3 separate regions of the Mus musculus genome follow, and all the other regions are linked to region 1. Evidence: chromatin contacts called from public HiChIP or PLAC-seq data. All regions are on one chromosome and are shown on one strand. The core of a region is the stretch at or near the end of the contact, and the rest is flanking DNA. Distances in the headings are between cores, read along the strand shown.

What was found. HiChIP or PLAC-seq counts read pairs in DNA pulled down with a chosen protein or histone mark.
Region 2: an H3K27ac HiChIP or PLAC-seq map of VIP interneurons shows a contact between it and region 1, with 15 times the contacts expected there. The contact joins two enhancer-like sites. A contact is called at or near these places in 1 of 15 datasets of contacts at CTCF or cohesin (large pre-B cells), 19 of 484 Hi-C or Micro-C datasets (bone marrow-derived macrophages, cerebellar granule neurons, cerebral cortex and 10 more), 5 of 115 datasets of contacts at active chromatin or transcription factors (VIP interneurons, embryonic basal ganglia, embryonic hindbrain and 2 more) and 1 of 9 other capture datasets (embryonic stem cells).
Region 3: a contact with region 1 is called in an H3K27ac HiChIP or PLAC-seq map of VIP interneurons, with 5 times the contacts expected there. The contact joins two enhancer-like sites. A contact is called at or near these places in 3 of 115 datasets of contacts at active chromatin or transcription factors (SST interneurons, VIP interneurons and large pre-B cells).

Annotation. Positions count from the first base shown.
Region 1 is chr1:164,432,878-164,435,888 of GRCm38.p6, forward strand. The region is part of intron 13 of Nme7 (NME/NM23 family member 7); the gene reads left to right. Among named protein-coding and RNA genes, the nearest start is that of Gm39690, 16 kb to the left of the region's middle. Within about 2 kb of position 1,529, at least 15 of the 459 cell types and tissues checked have an H3K27ac peak or open chromatin away from gene starts, as enhancers often do. A contact at or near this core is called in VIP interneurons, where this site is marked.
Region 2 is chr1:165,119,076-165,122,086 of GRCm38.p6, forward strand. No RefSeq gene overlaps it. Among named protein-coding and RNA genes, the nearest start is that of 4930568G15Rik, 29 kb to the left of the region's middle. Within about 2 kb of position 1,491, at least 36 of the 459 cell types and tissues checked have an H3K27ac peak or open chromatin away from gene starts, as enhancers often do. A contact at or near this core is called in VIP interneurons, where this site is marked.
Region 3 is chr1:165,074,246-165,077,256 of GRCm38.p6, forward strand. All of the region lies in intron 1 of 4930568G15Rik (RIKEN cDNA 4930568G15 gene), which reads right to left. Among named protein-coding and RNA genes, the nearest start is that of Gm51669, 15 kb to the left of the region's middle. Within about 2 kb of position 1,561, at least 121 of the 459 cell types and tissues checked have an H3K27ac peak or open chromatin away from gene starts, as enhancers often do. A contact at or near this core is called in VIP interneurons, where this site is marked.

The DNA.
Region 1 (3,011 bases), core at 279-2,778:
GCACAGACCCACAGGGAGCTCGTCCTGAGCCTGTTTGAACGAATTACAGAACATTTACCTATACTTAAACTCCACTGTTAACAAACACAGCATGGTTTTTTGATTCTGGTTATAATCATCAATAAATGCAGAGACTGCCCCACAGAAACCATACCTTAAGGGAAAAGACTGGGCTCAAAGGCCCAGTCCTGACCACTCAGCCAGTTCCCGGCTACTTGTAGGGGAAGGTCACCTGACCTGAGAGCCAGGGTCTCCCTGGTAAGGAAGTGGCAGGACCAGTTTGTCATGGAGGTGGAATTAATTGATGAAATGACTGGACAGTACTGTGTTAAAGGCAGTGAAGATGTAGGCTCTTTAAGTCTAACATTGAGAGAGACAACCCAGCCTTCAGACTACTCGTCTAAGTAAGTTGTGTATCATCGTCCGCTGGCTTAGCAGCCACTTGGCAAGCTCAGTTTCGGTGTCAGGTGTAATTTGTCTTTAAAAATGAAGTTAAGGGCATGCACCTTAACCTTCCCACCAAAGCAAAGAGCAAAACCAAAGCACAGCGTTAACCCCTTCATGCCGTGTTTTGTTCCCGCTGACGAGCGCCCCTTTCTGTCGATGCACCATTGTGATTTTATTCTATCACATGGGTTTTCCTCTTTCCAGGCGATGAACTTTGTGAGGATCGAGTTTTCCCCATTTTTAAACTGTTGTGGGTGTCTCGTGCACAGTGTGTCAGTCAAGTGAGTGGTTGGTGAGAGGAAAGAAAGTATGTGTGGATAGAAGCAAACCATTTATGACTTACAATCTCAAGGCAAACACTTCATGAAAATGGGGACCCTATGTGCCTTGAGGGCCCCCTTTCCAAGTAGTCAGCGCTCAGTATAGTAGGAGACCCCAAAGAAATGTGCAAAGAAAAGAAAGGGCCAGCTCCAGGTGACGGGGTTAGGAGTTGTGGACTTTCTTATTGTGGTTTTGTTTTTTTTTTTTTTTCTCCAGTTCATCCCCAACCCCCACCAATGTCTCATCCCAGAGCTGGAGGCTCCCTTGGGAGAAATCCCCAGGCCTGATCCAACTCTGGTCACTTTAGATCCTACTCCTTATCAAAACTAGCTCCTGTGTCCTCTTTCTGCAGGGCTGGTCTGTGCCCCCACTCCACCCTCTACTAATTTAATGACTACACATTCCTATACTAGTTACAGACATCAAAGAGTATTGACAGGTAATATGTTCCAGTCAAGGGAATGGAAGCAATCCGCAACACTTAACCCAAAAGACAGGCCCAATAAAACCCCATTAGGAGCTGTGCCGGAGTGTCAGATTCCCCATGCCGCCTCCTCCGTGGCCCATATTGGAGCCAGCCCTTGGAAACAACAGGCTGCCTGTAGGACTCCTGATCTTATCTATCCACATTTATACTGGGCTCTGCGGTGGAGCAAGCTGTAAATGTGATAGTTGCAACACGCCCTTTAGAATACTAAATTCACTGCTGATTAAATAAAATGGCTGAGTGATCTGGAATCAGCCCCACAGAATGGACTCAGAGAAAAATGAACCAAGATCCTGGGCTTGTGCTGCAGCTGTACTCATCTCTCACTAGGTCGGATGTGATGCTAACGGGAGCTCCCACGTGGTTATTTCTCCTGTTTCCCAGCGTGAAACCCAGGAATAAAGTACCATGTATGCCTAAAGCTAGCCCCTCTTACAGAAGAGAAGGCCAGGTTTCCTCTGTTGAATTTTTCTCTTTACTTATTTGTTTGAGAGCACTCTTGAACTCTCTTTGGAGAATCAGGTCGCCCCATTTGATTCTCAACTGTGGGCAGTATATTCATGTAATGGAAAGTGTTACTAATCCTTTAAGAGCCAGTGTGAGCTACTGCTGGGTTAGAAAGATTCTAATAACTGGGCTTTTGTCTGTGATCGCTGATAACATTTTTAATTAAAGTTGGGCAGTCATTTGGTAATAAGTACAGCTGGAGCAGAGCATGCTATTGTTCTAGAACCGATGGAGTTCAAATTCAGGTTTTCCCAAACAGGTACGTGACCGAAACACTGGTTTCTGTCCCACTTTGGGACGCCATTTTCACTTTCAAGGTGTCTACCATAGTTAACTGCTACTTGAAATATTTGTAGCATTTTCCTTTAAATATATTTTCTACTCTACATGAGTGTTTTAAGGCCATAGATGGAAAACTACTCTTCCTTGTTCTTAGCTGAAGATAATCAATACAATGGAAGTTAAAGATCATTAAATTCTAATTACATAATACCCTTACTAAAAACAAACCTGCCTCCATTTATTATTAACCTGGGATTTGGACAGGCTAACACATCGGGGGCTCTGACGGATGGAAAGAGCCTTCTCCTTATTATTTCAGTGCCGGCCTATCTTTGATTAACACTGCCTTTGAAAACCTCGTTCCCTTCTTTTTGTGTCTGACTGGCTAGATCTAGACAAACAGAACAATCATGCTATTTATAGGAGGTAGGTGGTGGCTCTCTCTGCACACACCCAAGAAGTGGTTAGAATACACAAATGTGGACATGACAAAAAATCTACAATGAGTGTATGGAAGGAAAACCGCCTTGAATAAGCGAGCACTTAATACTAACGTGTTGCTGCAGAGGGCTTCTGCTTTGGAGGCTTGACCCTGTTCTGGCTGAAAGGATGCTTGATAAAGTCGGTATATAATGGGCAGTCAAGTGGATGTTAAGTCAAAGAATGCCAAGGACATTCACAAGGCTCCTAGCTGGTACTGTGCTGAGCATCCCAGGTGGGGAGTGCTGGAGAGGTTGTGGGAAACAAGATTGGGAGAGAAACTGGAAGGAAGGAATAGGTAAATTGCTGTGTGCCTGTGCAGCAGCTCGAGTATTGGGGACACAGGGTCTGTGAAACCAGTAGGTTTGTCTCACCAACACTATGACCCTTGAATAGCTTCAAAACTGTAAATTGTCCTCCAGTTTAAAATTTTTCATGAGATCCCTGACTCCACTCCCCTTCTTATTCAATCATTATGAACATAATT
Region 2 (3,011 bases), core at 241-2,740, 690 kb after region 1:
CCAGAAAGCCTTCCTGCTGCTCCCGGGCAGTGTGTCTTTCTTGACTTCTTGAAGTCTCTCACGCCACCCCACCCTCACCCTAAGCATCATGGAAGAAGCAGCGGGCGCTTCCTGCGATGTCTGCACCAGAGAGAGGAGTCTGAGATAGATTTGCATGGGCTGGGGGCTGTGCTGACCCAGAACGAGAAGCTAAATTCTCTCATCCCAACAGCCTGGATGCGGAGAAGGTAAGGGAGACGGGAGGACTCAGAACACAGATACTGTCACCCCACTTCACAAGGACACCCCGAAAGCTGTCCACACAGAGCCATACAGAGGGAAAAACGGGGCTCCAGCACTTTCCTGCCCTTAGGAGAGGGAGAATGGGAGAGAGAAGAAGCATCTGCCAGCAGCTGCCCTGCTTCCTGTCCATGGCAAAAGGCCTTTTGTGTTGGTTCCTTGGAGCCTCTGAATCCTGTGACTAAGCCAGCCATCAAGCAAGCTGAAGCACTGGTCTTCAGCAAGAACACTTCTGTGAGGTGACAGCTTTAACCGGCATGGCCTGGCTTCTTAAAAGACTTTGACACCAGGGTTTTGGTTTGTGTTTGTTTTTTAATCTTGCTGGAATAGCAGCTTATACAGGGAGGAAGCAGGGATGGTGGGGGCGGGGCGAGGGGGGGAGGTAAGGATGATATGGGATGGGAATGAATAGGGTGGAGCTCCCAACTTCTAAGGACTTGGTGGTCTGTGCCGCTTTGTCTCTGGACGCCGACCCCAGATTTCCAGAGCCTTAGCAGACTTGTACTTCCTGTGTCCCAATCCTTTCTTCTCCCTCTGGGAGGCAGCCGTGCAACAGGGCTATTATGTATGGCGTTTGCATCCGTTCAACCCACCACCTCCCCAAGGAGCAGAGGGGCCCCAGAACCTCTCATCCTGGATTAGAATACTGCTCCACCCCCTCGTCCTGACACCTGCCTGGGATTCACTTAGTCTCGGCAAGAACTCCCAAATTCCAAATTCCAAAGCCGAGTCTTCATGTTCTTCCCTGCCAAGAAGGCAGAGAGGGGCTCTGAAAGCCACACCCTGGGCTTCTGGCATGTCTTTCCTATACTGAATTGTCAGCAGTAAAGCACCTGGTCCATTACTGAATTAACAGTCTCCCCAAAGATGCTTCATACAGAAGTGGTGGTTTGCTTTGGGGATCTGTTTATTGGTTTTTTGGTTTTTTTTTTGTTTGTTTGTTTGTTTGTTTTGTTTTTAACCTAACCTAAACCAGAACACAGTTCTCATCCAGGCTGTACCAGTTAACTCCACAACCTTAAAGCTGCGAGCCTTATATGGATGGTGATTTCTCTAAAAAGGAAAATTATGCTGCATCACTTTTCTTTCTATCTTTTTTTTTTTTTTTTTTTTTTTTTTTTTTTTTAAGTTCTGCAGCAGGAGGCCTTTACGCAATGCGGGATGTTGGCGAGCCGGGCTTTTGCTGCCCCCTCGTGGCGGCGAGTGTGTATCGGTTTAGAGGCTGCAACTGCGGTAGCTTAGCGGGCAATGCGGTGGGCATAGATGATTTTGTGCAGAGTTCTGAGGAACATGGTTGGCTCTGGTTCAAGGGTGAGAATTACACATTTACAGCTGGGTCTAATGCCTTCCCAGCTACCCATCACCAGGGCAGGCCAGGTTCAGCAGATCTTAGAGGATCCTACCTAGATCACGTAAACCTAGTACCCGCTTCCTCACAGGGCGCCCTCCCTGACCACTACGTCGGGGAGGAAGAGGCACGGAACAGATAGTGTGCTTTTTCTCAGGCCCTACAGTCTCCCGCGGAAAGCAAACGGCTCCAAAACCTAAGCTGTAGAGGGAGAGAAAGAGGTCTCCACTCGAGCCCTGACATGCACACCGCGAAGACTCCGTGCCCGACTTTTCCCCGTCGAGGGCCTGGAGAGAACCCCCTCAACCACCTAAAAGCAAACACGAATAAGAAATTGGTGATGGTGATGACGATGACGATGACGATGATGATGATTTCGCTGAAAATTAGTCCGAGGATTACTGGCTGTCCTCTGTGACACAGAGCCCCAGCTTAGGGACATTCGCACAAGACCTCCCCCAGACTTTTAATAACCAAGCTATGAACTTCCATTCCTCAGAAGGATAGGGGGCAGGACGTTGGATCAATTTGGTTTACCACGAACCGGGAGTTAATGAATAAACCGATTCCCTTTTTTGAGAAAGTAATTTTTGGCCCGGACTGCTCTTGGAACTTCCCTGTGGCCTGTGCTTCTGTTAATGTGTAAGAAGATACTGAGTTGGGCTTCTCATATTCGCTGTGGTATATGCTGTTACAGTTTAATAAAGTACCATGTGGTAGAATTTCATTCAAAAATTTTTTCCACAGATTTATCCCAGGGAATCTAAGAGTCAAGTCCTGGAGAAAGTCTTGTTTAGGTTGACCACACACAGAGAGGGGATGTGAGGTGTCCACTTAAATGGCACCCAAAAATATCAAAGCTTAGTGTCTGGAGGAGATAGATGTGGATGGTGGGATGGCTCAGTGGGTAAATGCAAGTCTGATGATCTGAGTTCAATTCCCAGAACCCTCCTAAAAATGGGAGGAAGGAACTGACTTCACAGATTTGTAGATGGTGGTAGATGTTCTACTGAGTACAACCACAGAAGAAACATGTCTGCAAGCAACACTCAGCCCTGGACCAGCACAGAGAAAAGGGAGGACCCACGTTGACTGGAACCCTGGAAATTGTGTCACAGGAGAGACTCTGAGGACGCTGAATGCCCTGGCTTCATTTCTGGTGCTGTGACAAAAGCAGACTGACAGAGAGCAGTTCAGCTGGGAAAGGGTTTCTTTCTGTTCAAACTCCCAGTCACATCACAGTCACAACCAACAACTGAGAAAAAGAAATGTGTGCATGATCCCTCGCTAGGCGCAGCATGATTTAGCCACTCTTCGGTCAAGGTTGGCTTGGGTATGTGTATTTGGCAGGAGAGTATGTTCCCTGGAGAACAAAGGCTCCCGG
Region 3 (3,011 bases), core at 311-2,810, 640 kb after region 1:
TGCTGGACCAAGGCTGAGACACTGATCAAGACCACACCTAGATCTGGACTGCTTAATTATATATACATGTACCCTTAACATACATCTCCTTTGCAATATCCTATAGACTTAGACTCTCTGGGCCCTTTTATCTATTCTTCACAATGTGGACACAATGCATAAGTCTCTTTTCTCTGCTTCTAGACATTATTTGTCTGTTTAGTTGGTGTACTGAGGGCATGTGAGCAAACCTAACATATTGGATCTGCCTGAACCTAGGCTTTTACCCTGAAAACTCCAGTTATACCATCAGTTTAAGTTGAAAGGCACAGGGCAGCCCAGGGTCTTACCATCCAAGCAGAGCATGTAGGTATCCCAGTCTCACTGTGCTCAGCCGGTGGTAGATGCTTGCCACCCATCCAACAGGGAAAAGTCAGTGGACATACAAGAAATAAGGGCTTTTTTCAGACCACAGCCACGGAGGGAGGATTGTTTTTTTTACTCACTGCTAGTAGTGTGGTGTGGGTGTGTGTCTGTTTGTGTGCATGCATGTATGTATGAATGTATATGTGTATGTACATACGTTTTTACATGCATGTGTGGGGCTGGAGTACATATGCAGAGACAAGAGTGGGACACAAAAGTGAGGCACCAACTGATGTTCAATATAAAGTTTCTAAATCAAAGTCAGAAGTAACCTAAGTATTACAAAACAGTGGAAAGCGTCCTCTCTCAATGTGCCTGCTACCCAAGTCCTTTCCTTAAACCTGTATCCAAAGGGCCATTTAGAATATTTTTCCTTGGGGAGTCTTTAAATAATTTGCCTCTGAAAAACTTTTATTAAAATTTAAATGCCTTAGGAAGGGGAATACTTAAGCAAGCATCTGTCACTATATTTGAAGAGGATTAGGATAGATAACTAAGAAGGGTCTGGAAAATCAGACTCTAGCTCAAGGGTAGAGAAAAAGACAGGACAGGGGGAGTAGAAACCCTGAAGGGGAGAAGCGCACACATGGAAGATGAGCTCTAAACACCATTTCCCTGGTTTTGTGTAGAGTCTTCGGGGGCAACTGCCTCTGGAGAAACACATTGCAGATCACTGAGACAAATTGAATTGGTTCAGGCTACAGTAGCAGAGAAGCCAAGGAACTGCCTGGCTGGAGGGCTTTCTGATGAAAAAAAAAGCAAACAGTGGCCTGGCTGGAGAGATGGCTCAGTCTTATAAAGGCTAGGCTCATGACCAAAACACCAAGAACAAACTGTGGCTTCTTAGGAGCTCTGTGACCTCAAACTGTTTGCAGCCTGGCCACTGCTAGACACCATCACGGGTGCATCAAGCCGTAGATGGGTGGAGAAATGGGACCTGCAATATCTGTAAGGGGACCAGGTCCAGGTGGGCAGCCTCCAGTGTGAAGGGAACTTGGGGAGGAGATGCAGAGAAAGCAATGATGGGTGGAGAGCAAGAGCAGAAGAGTGGGGAGGGAAGGTTAAGCATCTGGAAAATTACTGCAGTCTCAGGGCTTTAGCTGCCTCAAAGCCCAATGAGTCATCAGCTGGTTGCCTAGGCAACAGCTATTTTCCTTCTGCTGCTGATCAATTTCATCTGCACAAATGTCCCATGAAGCCGTGAGCTGTGAAGATAATAGACCCGAGTCACAGAAATCCCTGCCAAACGAGGTCTGCATTTTAAATGTTCTGAGCCAGACTTTATGCATATCCAGCTGTCTCCATCTCTGCAGTCTCCATCCTAACCACAGAGAGGCAGCCAAGGAGGGGCAGGAACAGGCAGAGGAGGGGACTGTCACCTGTTATCCTAGTGACAAGCCCAGGGACTGCAGCTACCAGACCTCACCACCTCCAGTTTGCCAGGGTAGATATATAGCCATCTTTGTTACATTTCTCTGAGCAGAAATGGATGTCTGGATGTGAAGCAGCCCCAGAGGTCGGTCCAGTGCCCTTCAGCCTGTGCTCTCAGATTCAGAGCAGAAGATGGTGCTCAATGGTCCACGCATCATTCCTGTGCCTGTTTTATCTCCTCCCCCACCTCACCCTTGGCATTTGTGACTGCATCAAATATGTGAATGTAATTATTTGTGTGTTTTCCCCACGAAAGCAAATGAGGACCGTCATTTTTCCTATACATCAGGTATCCTTATCTTCTGGCCTACCTCATCAGCCTGCACATATTAAATAATCAGAAGTTTGTTGAGCAACAAGTGGACAGATGACTGCATTTTGTTTTGTTTTGTTTTGTTTTTAAACCTCCCTCTGAATGAGGTAAATCCATTTCTAAGGTCACTTCTACACTACAGATATGGCAGTAGCTATATAATACGACAAAGTCAGAAATTGCCATAACTTTTGTGTTTTCTATCATTCAGTCTTGTAACCTGCCCCCTCCCAAAAGAACAGATCTGAGTTTCATATATACATGGTCAGCTGGTAGCACAAAAATGAAAGAAGCGCCACGTCCTTCGTATGCCGTTATCAGTCAGGACACGCACATTCCATACATGTTCTCATCACATCAATGATTTTATAATTCCCATTTTACAGATGAAGAAAATGAGACTAAGAACAGTTATATAGCATATGGATGGTAGCCTCAGCTGCCATTCTGGACCAGAACTCTTCTCCACTTCCTGATATCTCATGTGCCACTGTATCCCTGTAGGTGGCATTTCCAAAAGCACATTGCTCCTCCTTCAAACAGCCTGGATGACATGTCAGCCTGAAGCGGTTTTTATGTGCCCTGTATTTTCCAAGCACCTCCATCTAAAGCCAAGGTATTGACGTACTCATGTGAGCCTCCCTACAGTCCTGTTTGCCGGCTGGGCAGATATCATCTGCCACATATTTTAGATGTCGAAAACAGAAAACAAAAAGCCCAATGACTTGCTTGAAATCATTTTGCTGAATGCACCTAGGACTCGAACACTGGTGCTCAAGTGCTTTGAGACCTACTAGCCCAAGAGCTCTCTGGATAAACAAAGTCCTTGAGGGTCACAGTGTGATGACCACACGCCACTTGC